2 separate regions of the Mus musculus genome follow, and region 1 is linked to region 2. Evidence: chromatin contacts called from public promoter capture Hi-C data. All regions are on one chromosome and are shown on one strand. The core of a region is the stretch at or near the end of the contact, and the rest is flanking DNA. Distances in the headings are between cores, read along the strand shown.

Region 1 (6,110 bases), core at 1,753-4,252, 120 kb before region 2:
ACGGGGTACAAATGTGCTGTTTAGTAAATAACTAAGTAGACATGAGATCCTTCGTGGCTGATTTTGGTGCAGTTAACTCTGCCTCCTGCAAAGCTGAAAGAATTGAGGTCCTCATATTCATGAACAAGAGCTTCAATTACTCTGGAAGCTATGCATCCTCTGAATGAGTGCTAACGTGCAGAATAGCCCACCTCCTACAGAAAACACCATCTTCAAAGTTGTATCACAAAAGCTAGAATCCTCAAGTTTAAACAGGACAGAGCACGCTCAAACACAACTCTTATTTTAAAGTTCGTCATGAGAATGACTGAAACTACATCTGTTTCATGTGCCCACCTACTCCCAGATTTCATAGTTAAATCATTAAAAAGAATTCAGTGTCCAACACGGCAAGATGGAGTAACAGGGTGACAACGTCTGCAAGAAGAGCCATCAATAAACAATTTAATGGTGTGAAAGAATCTATCAAGAGCAGATGTACAGAGCTGCAGGCAAGTGTTCAGAACAGAAGATTTGCTCTACAGTAGAACAAATTCAAAGAACTCAAATTTCAAATGTTCTGACCTAAAAGGTTTTATCAGCACTGTATGCGGCGGCTCCGATGTCTCCGATGCAGTGGACCAGGCTCAGTGAAGATGAGGGTCCACCGATGAAGAAACTGGACTACTGTATGAGGACCAGCATGCCTGGCCTCCATGTTAAATTTGCTAACAAGTATTAAAATTCAGTGTAAAAAACAAAGCCACAAAAACATGCTCATAACGAGAGGAATGAGAAAGGCAACGGAAGCCCAGAGAAGTCACTGCTCAGAGTGGTTCTCCTCACATACTCAGGTGTGGGTACAATCATTTTGAAACAGTTTCGAAATGAAATTTACTCTTAGCTGTTCATCTGAAGTCAAAAAAACAATGTCCCCTCACCCCTGGCTCTGGCCTTTCTTCTTCACAGAAAGAACTGTACAACATAAATGTCCTTCTGGCCAGATTTTTTTCCCCCTAACGTTCTTCTGTCTTTCGTACCGAATCTAAACTACCCACAGATTCTGGCATATGTCTACAATTTGCAAGTTGGTTTCTTTTGTATCATTATACGTACAGTCAACCACAACTATAGACAAACAGCAGGGTGTTAGAAGAGGGGGCCAAGTCTTACTACATGAATTACTGCTGGAAAAATAAAGCACGTGGTTGTTATTGAATAAAATGCTTGCTAGGTACCACTGTCCAACTGCTACCCAGTGTGGCAGTCTCACTTTATAGAGTAATCTAAGTTGTGTAAGGCAGGAGAGTCATGTTTGGCCTCGTCTTTGACACTCTGGGATTCCTAGTGTGGGTGTTTTATGCCCTGGATCAACTCAGAAAAATTCAAGAATATTCATGCAAGGGAAAGAAACAAACAACTTCTGGGGAAAAAAAAAAAAAAAACAACAAAGCAGCTTTGGACTTTTAGGCCGAGTATTCGTGTTTTTCAAACCTAAAGGGGATGGAGGCTGTATTGGACCCGCATATGGTGTACAGGAGAAGCTGATGTCTGCAGATGTGCAAGCAGCATTAGGGACAGGAGCCTGACCAAGTCTCCCTATCCAAAGCCATGCTCCTCACAGAGTGACCAAGCACTGGCAAAAGTACAGAAGCCACCCCAGTACAGGAAGCCTAAGACTGGCCCCAAGGTGCTCAGGTCTGAGGTCTATTGTGAGCTCTAGGCTGGATGCAGCCAGGAAGCCTTTGTGTAGCTGTGGAATGCACAGTCCCTTGCAAGGTGTGGGTCTGAGTCTATTCAGCTTCTTCCTCAGGAACTGGCATGGACGCTAGTGACCCCAGGACAGCTGCTGCCTAACATCACAAAGGCATCAAGTCACTGCTAAAAATTTCACAAAAATAAACCTGCTCAACTTCTGGCCAGTTTGTATCTCGCTTTGCATAGGTACAATGGGTCCATTTAGAAAAGTCCAGACTTGTTTTGTTGAAATGATAATGCATTCTAAGTGTTCTGATTATTTCATCTCTAGTAGAAAATGCCGTAGAGACCTTCCTTCTTCCTCAGATCCAATTGGAACTGTATGAATTATCTTGGAACCTACCAATAGTTGATTTTTTTAAGAGGAAGAAATGAAGCTAGGTTTCCATCTTAAGAGAAAATTTTCCTACGTAATTAAATTACATAACTGAATTTTTAAAAAGAGAAACTTTTCAAAAAAAAAAAAAAAAAAAAAAAACAAGGCACCACAGCACATATTCCCGTTCCCAACCATCGCTTTGCTGTTAACACGCCAACTAAAACGGTCATTATTCCAAAGCCAGGCAAGACTCTAGTTTACACAATGCATGAATCAATACACCATAGTCCACCCCCTAAATATGTTCAATTATAAAATGGAAACAAATAAAACTCAAACTAACCTGAAAAAAAAAAAGTGGCTACAGGTCCCTCAACGTGAGGAGACCCAGAAATCACTCACTTTAACGCCACAAGCTGAGAACCACTTGCCCCGCTCATTTCCAGCTTAGCTTCTTAATTCAGACCTTTGCGAGGAGGAATAATCACGGCCGGCCGAGGCAGAAATACAACGAACACACTGTGCACTGCAGGGCGATGCAAACAAATGCCGTCAAAGTCAGGGGAGAGTGCGGCCTCTGCTCTCTGCTCTGGGTTCCCATCTGAGCAGAGCCTGAACGTGCAGCTGTCTAGAACCTCAACTTAACCTGTTGAACATTCCCAGACAAAGCCAGAGCCAGCCACCGCGCGTTGCTGTTTTCCTGCTGGAGTGAGTGTCCTTCAAGCTCTCCCTGCTGCAGGGCAGGGTGTCTCTGCGGATCTTTTCTCCAGGACCTGCCAGGAACTATAATCCCGAAGCCCTGGAATGCACTCCAAGTAGAAACGCCCTCATCCCAAAGCCCTGGAACGCACTCTGAGTAGAAACGCCCTCAGCAAGGGAGAACAAAGCAGCAAAGTCCCGGACAGGGTGCAGGGGCAGACAAGGGAGCCGTGGCCTCCTTACCTTGACCTGGGACCTGCACCTGCCGGCGTAGGCTGATAAGGGCCGCTCGCCCCGCCCTCTCTGCTCTAGCCAATCCACAAGGCCGCCCCGCCCTAACATCCCCGCCCCCCGCAATTCCACAAATTAGGCGTTCGCCTCCCACCCCGCACTTACTCAACATACAGACCAGTCCCAGTACAGCCTGTGATTCAAATGAGAACAAAGGCGGGCTTAGCATGGCACTTTCCTTCCAATTCACTAAAGTGAGGCCCCCTCATTACACTGGGTCCCATGAACACTTCCTTGAAGATCTTTCCAGTTAGAACCGGGATGAAAAACAATCTGATTTTTCCCGCGGAGCAAAACATTCCTGGGTCACCTGGAAGCAGCGTGTAGGTCTAGGAGGGAGGGCAGAAGAAGAAAAAGCTGCCCAGCCGGTTTCTGGTAAACAATCTGCATAATTGCTAATTAGGAGTGGGGGGTGGGGGCGACTGCCAACCTCTCACACCAAATCATTAGGAACAGTTAGTTACCTGAAAGAGGAAGGGGAAAGGGGCGCCAGAAATAAGTTTCCTGGGTTTGCCACCAGCTCTGATGAAGAACACTCCCAGGACATACCACTGGCATTCTGGTCACGAGGGAAGATCGATTCCAACAACAGAATCACTTCATTCGCCACCGTCCCTAGCACTGCTTCTTCAAACCTGATTATCATTGCACGCACAGTTGTTTACCAGAATGGTGAAGCGGGCATTTGAAGATATGACGCAAACAAAACGATAAGGGTTTCCTCCAAACAAGCAAAATGCATCGGGCAGAATCCCATTTACAATTTTAAGTATTAAAATTCCACTCCAGTTTTAGATGCTGAGTGGAATTTCAGGGACTAGAACCATACCCTTAAAAAATGCTTAGAAAAAAAACAGCATCACATGCTACCTGCCAGTCCTGGTTTGATCCAAGTCATCTTCGCCCATTTAGAACTGTCGGGAAGCTTACAGGGTAAATTTGTAAGAAGCGTTTTTATTTTATTTTTAAGTTTCAGGCAATGAACTACTGTCTGGGAGGAAGAAATAAAAACCTTGACTCTAAACAACCCAGAACAAATACGTTATACAAGTCTTTCAGTGTGACCTGGCCCACAATAGACTTTAAAATGTAAAAATTTTAGTTAGTTACGGTTTCCGTCTTATTCTAGGCTTTCACTAGGATATATTCCAGTTTCAGATGAGGGATCCATAGCCCAAGACTATGGAAAATTAATACAGCATTTTGTTTTCTTGCAAAACACCATTTTTGTTTAGCAGCTAAGCACAATTTAAAGCTTAACTGTAGCAACCATTTTAAGTCTTTTTAAAAGATACAAGCAAACAGACCAAAAAAAAAATCCAAAATACAAGTAATTTCTAGATTAAACAGTATAAATAAATCGTTAAGACAAATGCAAACCAAAATCAGCGTATCTATCTCAGCTCAAAGCTTTAATACAAAAAACCAGGAGCCTGGTACATAAAAATACAGAAGGGACTTCCAAACACCTGCTTTCTAGGTCAAATCAACAGTGAACAACGGTCAGGGAGACCTCCCCTTTAGAGAAAAATAGTTCCCCCAGACTTATCTTTTCCAAATTCTTCAGTCAAATTTAGAAATCAAAGTTTTGGCTAGATAGGTCTCCTTTTGTGCAAGAGAGCGCTTTTCTTTATTAAAAATGTTAATATTTTAAATAACAAGAATCATTACAAATCATAATTTCTCAAAGTAGTTTTCATTTTGAAAAAGCAAGCAATATAAATACACAACAAAGAGACAGGGCGAGAAGCTCTACAGAACTCCCCAAAATGTTCCTGTAAAGGTTGACTTTAAGCAGCCTTGCGCCAATGCTCAGGGTTTGATTTTAAAAGCAAAAGTCTGTTGGAGATTGAACTAACACACTCTCTCTCACTCTCGCTCTCCTCTTGCTCTCTCACTCTCTCTCTCACTCTCTCTCTCTCCTCCTTTCCCTCTGCCCTCCAACCCCAACCATCAGGCTACCTGCATCTCTCAGTCATCCTGTTTAAGTGCTACGCGGAGTGAAGGACAAAAAGTAGAAGCCAATGATCCTGCTAGAGGAGGAGGCGGCTGTGATGTGGAACATCCGAAAGTGGGAGCACCTCAAACAGATACACCTTCGGGTATCAGGTCACCTGGCCCCGCCTCTGGAACCTGCCGGCCATCCCGGCAGCACAGCTCCTGCACTGACACAGACCAGGGAACTGGGGCTAAGGCAAAACCTGACGTTCCAAAGTAGAGGCGACGACTTGCATTTGTGAGTCTGAAGACCCAGTTTGGCTCTAGGTGTGAGCACACAATGGCCTGCCTCCCTTTCTCACACAGCCACACTGTTGTACTGGAACAAGCGGCAGGCAGCACCTTTAAGGCAGGTACCTCCCCTTTCCAGACTCCCTCTGGGCTTCACTTCCAGGTATTTGCTATGGCAGGACTCCAGAATCTCCGCAGGAAAGGCCCTTAGTAGTCTTAAATGGCAAGGCACAACTCTGGCTTTTTGGGTCTTATCCTCAGTCATTTCAGTCAGCAGCTCTCTTATTTCACCAGCTAAGAACTATCCTGTGTCAACTGCATCTGCTGGGAATTCCTGAGCCCCGGGAAACCTGGGATGTCGGTCTTCTTTCCTCAGGCTCTCACCCAGCACAGTGTTGAAGTAATAATGTAAATTGTCTCCTAGTAGGATCAAGGTTTCCATCTTGGCCCATTAGCAGTTATTCTTAGCAACTAAATGATGAAAAGTGAAAATAGTCCAACTTAAAAGAGAAATCAAAGACACTGCACTTACAAACCTACACCGTTAATTTCACAGCCATTACAGGCAAATGTCATGTCTATTTCAGGGGTGCTTCCTGGGAGTCTGGTGACAGCTTAAGGAATGCAGCTCCACCATGTGCAAATGAAGACTGTGCCTCGCAGCTCACAAGCTACCCCACTGCCCCAGGAACCACTCTGTGGCCAGGGACAATGCTACCCAAGGCCTGCAAAGAGATGACCTAGATAGAAGGGAAGGCAAAGCCTCTTACTATATAAGCATGTGCACACAGCGGTGTCCTACCATGGAAAGGTTTAAAGATGGGTCCTTCAACAA
Region 2 (6,543 bases), core at 2,493-4,992:
CTGTATGAGCAGGCTCATCTCTGGAAAGGGTCCAGTGGCCACTGTGACAGCCATGGCCATGTGGGCAGAGATCAGACAGCTGACTCTGTCTCAAGCCAGGAAGGTTCAAAAGGGGATGTGTGGACTTGTAGAGGGACTGCCCCTGACTGGGGTCCACTGCTTTGTTCCAATGGGGGCCCATGTGAATGACTATTCCAGAAGAGATGGAAGAATTCACATGAGTGGCTGGTGGGGAGTGAGCTTCATTTTCCATCTTCCAGTTTGTTTCCCATGAACAGTCATCTCCACCAGACTTCTCTCCTCACCTTCCTGAACTGGGGGTGCCTCTGGGATGTACTAAGGACAGATCTATAGAGATCTGTCTAAAGTTCCCATTTCCTACCCTCAGCCCTTTCTTCCCAGTCAACAGTAACCAATTTCCTACTGTTCTGTGGGGAAGAAGGAAGTGTGAAGATAGGTTGTCACACATGATACAATAACTCTGTTATCACTCAGAGCTCTCCCGGTAGCCAATGTCCATGTGGGACCGACCCTGCTTTCAAGCTTTCAGTGACTACCCTCAAGGGTGTTAAGCAAACTTGGGACATAAGGGATAACGACAACTTTCCTTCCCTCTTTCTGACTCTGAATGTCAGAATCACTTACTCAAGGTACATAGACGTTTTAAAGCATCGTTTTCCTCAGTAGCTAGTAAAGAAAACAACACACCTCAGTCCACTTTGAGGATCAACAGTCAATGTCCCTTTGCTAGTAGGTCCCTTAGCATAGACAGCACCCCACAACAGAGAGCTTTTAGAATGTCTAGGCTACCATGACCTTGGTTTGGTATGCAAGGCCCACTCACAGGTGCACAGTCCAATCCTGTATTCTCAGACCCAAGCAATCGGCTCAGGCTTCCCTTCTGTCAAAACCCCTGGAATTCTTATGCCCTGGAAGAGGGATCACCTACCTCAAGGAAGATAATCACATTGCTAACATCTTCACACTAAGAGCAAAGATTTTGTTGTTATTGTTTTGCTTTCTTAAACCATAAGTCATTGAATGTATTGTTTTTCCAGATGAGAGTTATGCAGGATTGCCATTTTAAATCTCAAAGTAACAGCCCCTCTCTTGAATTCTCTGCCACATGCTCTGTGCTATAGGTGTGTGTGTGTGTGTGTGTGTGTGTGTGTGTGTGTGTGTGTGTGTGTGTGTGAAATAGGCAGGCCTGGGCTGCTGAGAGCCTCAGCAGATCTATGCTCCTCACTTTCCCAGCATGGTGGAGGCTGGCCACTCCTCTGCAGAGGACAAGTGTACTAGATGCCTGAAGCTTGTATCACGCCCAGCCTGAAAACTGTCCCTCTACTGCTCCTTAATGCGACCCACCCAGCCAGATTAGAGTGTTGTGTCCATTAATTTAAAACATGCCTCCAGCAGAGAAGGAAGGAGGCCTTTGTGACTCCCAGAAGCTGCTCCCTTCCTGAGGGAGGAATTCAATTTGGAAAGGAAATGGAGAATTTCATCAGATCTTAAGTAGGAGCTAGTGTTTGATTTATTTCTGCTTTTTTTCCAGGGAGGCCTGACCAGCATGGCCCCATCCTGCTGGAGAGGGGGAGAGGGGGAGAGAGGGGGAGAGGGGGAGAGGGGGGGAGAGGGGGAGAGGGAGGGAAAGAGAGAGGGAGAGAGAGGGAGAGAGAGAGAGAGAGAGAGAGAGAGAGAGAGAGAGAGAGAGAGAGAGAGAGAGAGAGATTGATTTAGCAGCTGAGCCCAAAAGCCTCAGCACCAGGTCACCACAGGCTGAGTGGACAGAAAGAGAGATTGGGAGTTTCCAGGAGCAGCAGATCCTGGGTCTTGGGTGGAAGGTGGGGAGGGAGTTGTGAGGATTGGAGGTGAGGGAGATGGGATGAGGAGTGGTCAAGTACACTTTTGCAGAGGTGTCATGGAGACATATTTACCAAGCTTGAATTTCTTGTGAACTTAATATTTTTCTAAATTTCAACAACAAATGGCGTCCACCATCAATATGCTTAGAGAAAGAGAGAACTTGGAAGGAGAAAGGAGCCCTCCTTTCGCTAGTATCCACCTGGATGATTCCAAAGACCTTAGAGTCAATCACATAAAAGCAACCTTCTCTGGTGTGGTTTAATAGCTGACATGGTTTGGACAACTGCAGTAAATGGGCATAGGGGGCTGGGTTGGAGTAATCTCAAGAGGAAGTCCTGTGTCCCGTCCCCCCCCCCCCCAATTCGCACCTGCTTCCTTCTTCCTCCATAAGTTGCCTGCCCAGCAATGCCCATAAGTGCACTTACCATCAGTTCCTGTCCCTGGAGTCAGACCCTTCAGTCCCTCTTTGTTGACTGTGGTCTAATGTAAGGAATGTATCTGTCACCTCAAAGGCCACAAAGGATGGCCTAGAAATGCTGGCCATTCTTACCCCCTCTACCTCTGTGACTACTCAACAGGGAACGGCCACTTTCCATCTTCCTCATCTGTGATGCACTGTAGCAGATGAGTCTTAAAAGTGTGTGGGGGAGATGATCAGGTTTTTTTTTTCCTTTTCTTTTTTTAATATTTATTTATTGATTGATATACATCCCAAATGCTGCCCCCTCCAAACCCCTCTCTCAGAATCCTTCCCCCATATCCCATCCCCTTCTTCTCTGAGAGAGTGGGGTCCCCTGAGCTCCCCCTCCCAACATCAAGTCTCTGCTAGATTAGGCAGATTTTGTCTCATTGAGGCCAGACAAGGCAGCCCTGTTGGGGAAGGGATACCACAGTAAGGCTACAGCTTTAGGGAGAGCCCCTGCTCCAGTTGTTGGGGGGATCACATGGAGACTGAACTGCACACCTCCTACATATGTGTCATGTGTCCAGGGTCTCCTTCTAGCCTGTGAAACTACCCTTAACATAGTTCTCAACAGCTTGAGAGAAAATTGTTACATCCAACGAGTGTTTCAGGAAACATAGGTTTAGCAGAAAAGGCTATTGTTATTGCTAGTTGCTGCCCCACCCTCCTCTCTGTGTGTGTGTGTGTGTGTGTGTGTGTGTGTGTGTGATGGTACAAGTGTGAAGGTCAGAAGACAATGTATCAGCTTACAGAGTCAGGTCCTCTCCTTCCAGCAAGTGACTTTACCTGCTGTAACTCACCAGCCCAGTACATTTAATTATTCATTTATCTGGATGCATATTGGCTCAAATGGCCACTATGACAATGGCAGAGGAACTGAGGACTGCCCCCGAGCTCCAAGCTTTACCGTTTATCAATACAGTGTGCATGTGTGGAAGTCAGAGAGAAACGCTGGGTGTTCCTTAGGAGCTGTCCACCTCATACTTGGAGACAGTCTCTTTCATTACCTGAGACTCACTAACTGGTTCTCTAGGCTCCAGGGATCCTCCTGCCTCTGCCCCCTGAGCACTGGGGTTACTCACATGGCTCTCCTGCTGCGTTTTCATGTGGTGATCAAACCAAGCGCTACTTGAGCAGCAGTTTCCTCAGCCCAGCATGGCTTCCTGCTCCCCTTTCCTAAGGACACACCCTGCTGGCACACTAAGGACACACCTCACACTGAGCTCCTCCTACACTCGCTCTACCCTAACCGTAGAAAAGGTGGTTATTGCCTCAATTTACAGATGTTGAAGGTAAAGTGCACAGAGTTCTGCTCTCCAGGTTGGCAAGCAAGGTCACTAGCTCTCAGTGAGCAGGCGATGCAGCCCAACCCAGTACTGACTGAAGCTCATTCTGGTCTACTCTGCCAGACTCCCTGGGCTTAGCTGTAGCTGCTAGGCTCCTGGCTTTTCTGTGCAGCTCAAGCCCCTGGTATGATGACCTCAGGTTTCTCAGTGTTTTATCAGCAGAGTCATGGAAATAAAAACACCATCCGTGCCTTAGGATCTTTGTCCCCTGTGACTACATCACAGCCAGAACTGGCCCGATAAAACAGGCCTTTGGATCAGCAATGCTTTAGTGTCTTCCCGGGAAGAAGGGAAGAAGAGAGGGAGAGATACTACTCTACAACTATGCCCTGTGTTCTCCTTAGAGAAACAGGTGAGGCCAGCTTCTGGTACATGGCTCCAAAGGCCCTGGAAGGGCCACACACCTATTTTAACTACAGATGGATATTTGTGGGGGTGGGGCAGAGTGGAACAATCATAAACTAAATGTGCTAAAGAAGTCAAGATAGCAAAATGAGGGTAAATGGAGGACCAGGGATAAGGAAATGAAGGAGGGAGGAAGTAGATAACACAAAATTAAACAGAAAAACAAAACCGAAAACCAAGGATATGGAGGAGGAGAAAGGGGAGGAGATGGTAGGCAGGCAACAAGAACCGAGAGCAGGGGCAAGTCTCCTAAGCTGCAAGAAGCAGCAGGAGACTTTAGAAGTAGCAGAGGCAAACTGGGAAGCAGACATTGGAGGGAAGAACACACTGTATGTTAAACAGAGTAAGCCAGTCAGGCATGGTGGCTGGGGTGGTAGCAGTCAGTTTATCCCAGTTAGCTTCTCCTTGCTGTGATAACACACTGGTCAAAACTGACTTGCTAAGAAGGGGTTTTATTTCATTTATCTCATACTTCTATGTCAGGAGGCAGGAACCTGAACGTGGGAACTGAAGCAGAGACTATAGAAAAAATGTTGCTTACAGGCTTGCTTGACTGATCTTTCAAGCAGCCCAGGTTGAGTCCTCCTCTACAATTAGTGGTCGAGAAAATGCCCCACAAACCAGCCTGCAGGCCACTCTGATGAAGGCAGTTCTTCAGATGAGAGTCCCTTCTCCCAGGTGGATCTAAGCTTGTGTGAAGTTGGCAAAACTAAGTAGCACACAACTTGACTGGTTTTGTTCTCTACAGAATCCTGACTAACATAGTGCTACACACCTTGAATACCAGCACTTAAGATGCGGTAGCAGAAGGATCATCTCAAGGTTCAAGGTTATACTGGGCTATACTGAAACTGTCAAAAAAGACAACAACAACAACAAATTCAAATTAAACCTATCTAAACAAACAAACAACAACAACAACAACAAAAACAAAAACAAAAACATTAGGCCAAGGTTATCGGCTCTCCAAGCTCATAGTCCCAGGTTTGACACTTAAGTTGTCTAAATGGCCCACACCTAGGTCCCACTAGGGATTGTGGTCAGTGCTTGTGGGAGACAGGGTCAGGCTCTAAAGCAGATGCACTGGTGACAGGAGAGAGGCTTCCTAGTGAGTCTGGGAAAGAAATGAGTCTTTGGGGATGAGACAGTGTTGTCATTTCGTTGTTGGGCTCAGTGTTGCTGAGAATAAGTAGCTGCCAACACCAGTGCCAAGACCACCTCACCTGGCTTTGGAAGGCCGTGTCCAACAGCAAACCAGCAGCTTCTCAGGTGCTGAAGGGATTGGTGAGTGGCAGGCACTTTATGTCTGTCCCACCAAACAGTACTACATATACACACAGAGACTATGGCCTAGACTTTACCTCTCAAGCAACCACCCATGCAGAGTTAAGACTCCACTATGGGGGGCTGGATACACCTTGCTGAGACTGTCTTTCCTTAAGAAGCAGACAAGGGTGTCTTTGCTCTTCTGAAAGTTCAATGAAACTGCATTTGGGTATTTTGTGTTTAAATGCTAAAGAATTAAGGCAGGAAAAATCAGTATTTGATTGAGTTTCCCAACTTCTTAAAGAACATGAGCTGCTAGTGGTTTCTGGATTCTCAAAGATGAAAGCAGATATATATTTCTCTTTCTTTTCTTTTCTTTTCTTTTCTTTTCTTTTCTTTTCTTCTCTCCCTTCCTTCCTTTCTTCTTTCCTTTCTTTCTTTCTTTCTTTCTTTCTTTCTTTCTTTCTTTCCTTCTTTCCTTCCTTCCTTCCTTCCTTCCTTCCTTCTTTCTTTCTTTCCTTTTTTTTTTTTTTTTTTTTTTTGTTATTGGCATACAGGCCACTCTGTTTCTAGTATTTCAGAGACACAACCAAATGTACCATAAAAGCAAATATTGACTGTTTTGCAATGTGTGTCTTGACCTGTCTTTAATTACACTGGTGCAGAAAGCTGTATGTTTCCTGCTGGACCTAGAGAACTTTCCTGAAAAGTACATTTCAATTAGCATCCACTGAAGCACACAGATGACAAAACATAATTCTCTCTACTTCCTCACCTCTCAACAAGAGTGAATATGTTTGTTCCTATAGAGCTAATCAAGTGAACTTCCACCATGACACAGGACATGTCTTTATTTAACACAATTATGCATGCTTTGCTTTGTCCCGAGACAGCAATACAATAGTGGGCCAAGAACTGAACTATGAAACACACTGCATACGAGAGTCTGTTATCTATGGTTATATTACATGGAAGCCTGGAAACTGCCTCATGAGGAGACAAGTCTGGACAGTCTGGACCCACCTTTAATAAGAACAGCTTGATTATGGTTTCCTTTGAAATGGATTCGCTGGATCTACAAGTCAAGCCTCCCTAAGATCTCCATCTAGAAAAATAGGCTAGGGGGTTCCCCCCAAATAGCAGACATATGGCCAGAGAGTTGTAGATGCAAACTTAAGACACAATAGACTCTGAGACTTT

Evidence for each region. Capture Hi-C pulls out chosen DNA fragments and counts their contacts.
Region 1: a contact with region 2 is called in a promoter capture Hi-C map of adipose tissue. The contact joins two enhancer-like sites. A contact is called at or near these places in 5 of 484 Hi-C or Micro-C datasets (Th1 cells, bone marrow-derived macrophages, embryonic fibroblasts and 2 more), 5 of 115 datasets of contacts at active chromatin or transcription factors (cardiomyocytes, embryonic fibroblasts, embryonic stem cells and 2 more) and 3 of 9 other capture datasets (adipose tissue, liver and pancreatic islet).

Annotation. Positions count from the first base shown.
Region 1 is chr13:63,269,698-63,275,807 of GRCm38.p6, reverse strand. The region is part of intron 13 of Aopep (aminopeptidase O); the gene reads right to left. Among named protein-coding and RNA genes, the nearest start is that of Gm16907, 24 kb to the left of the region's middle. Within about 2 kb of position 3,002, at least 166 of the 459 cell types and tissues checked have an H3K27ac peak or open chromatin away from gene starts, as enhancers often do. A contact at or near this core is called in adipose tissue and heart atrium, where this site is marked.
Region 2 is chr13:63,148,465-63,155,007 of GRCm38.p6, reverse strand. All of the region lies in intron 5 of Aopep (aminopeptidase O), which reads right to left. Among named protein-coding and RNA genes, the nearest start is that of Gm30409, 19 kb to the right of the region's middle. Within about 2 kb of position 3,742, at least 37 of the 459 cell types and tissues checked have an H3K27ac peak or open chromatin away from gene starts, as enhancers often do. A contact at or near this core is called in adipose tissue and heart atrium, where this site is marked.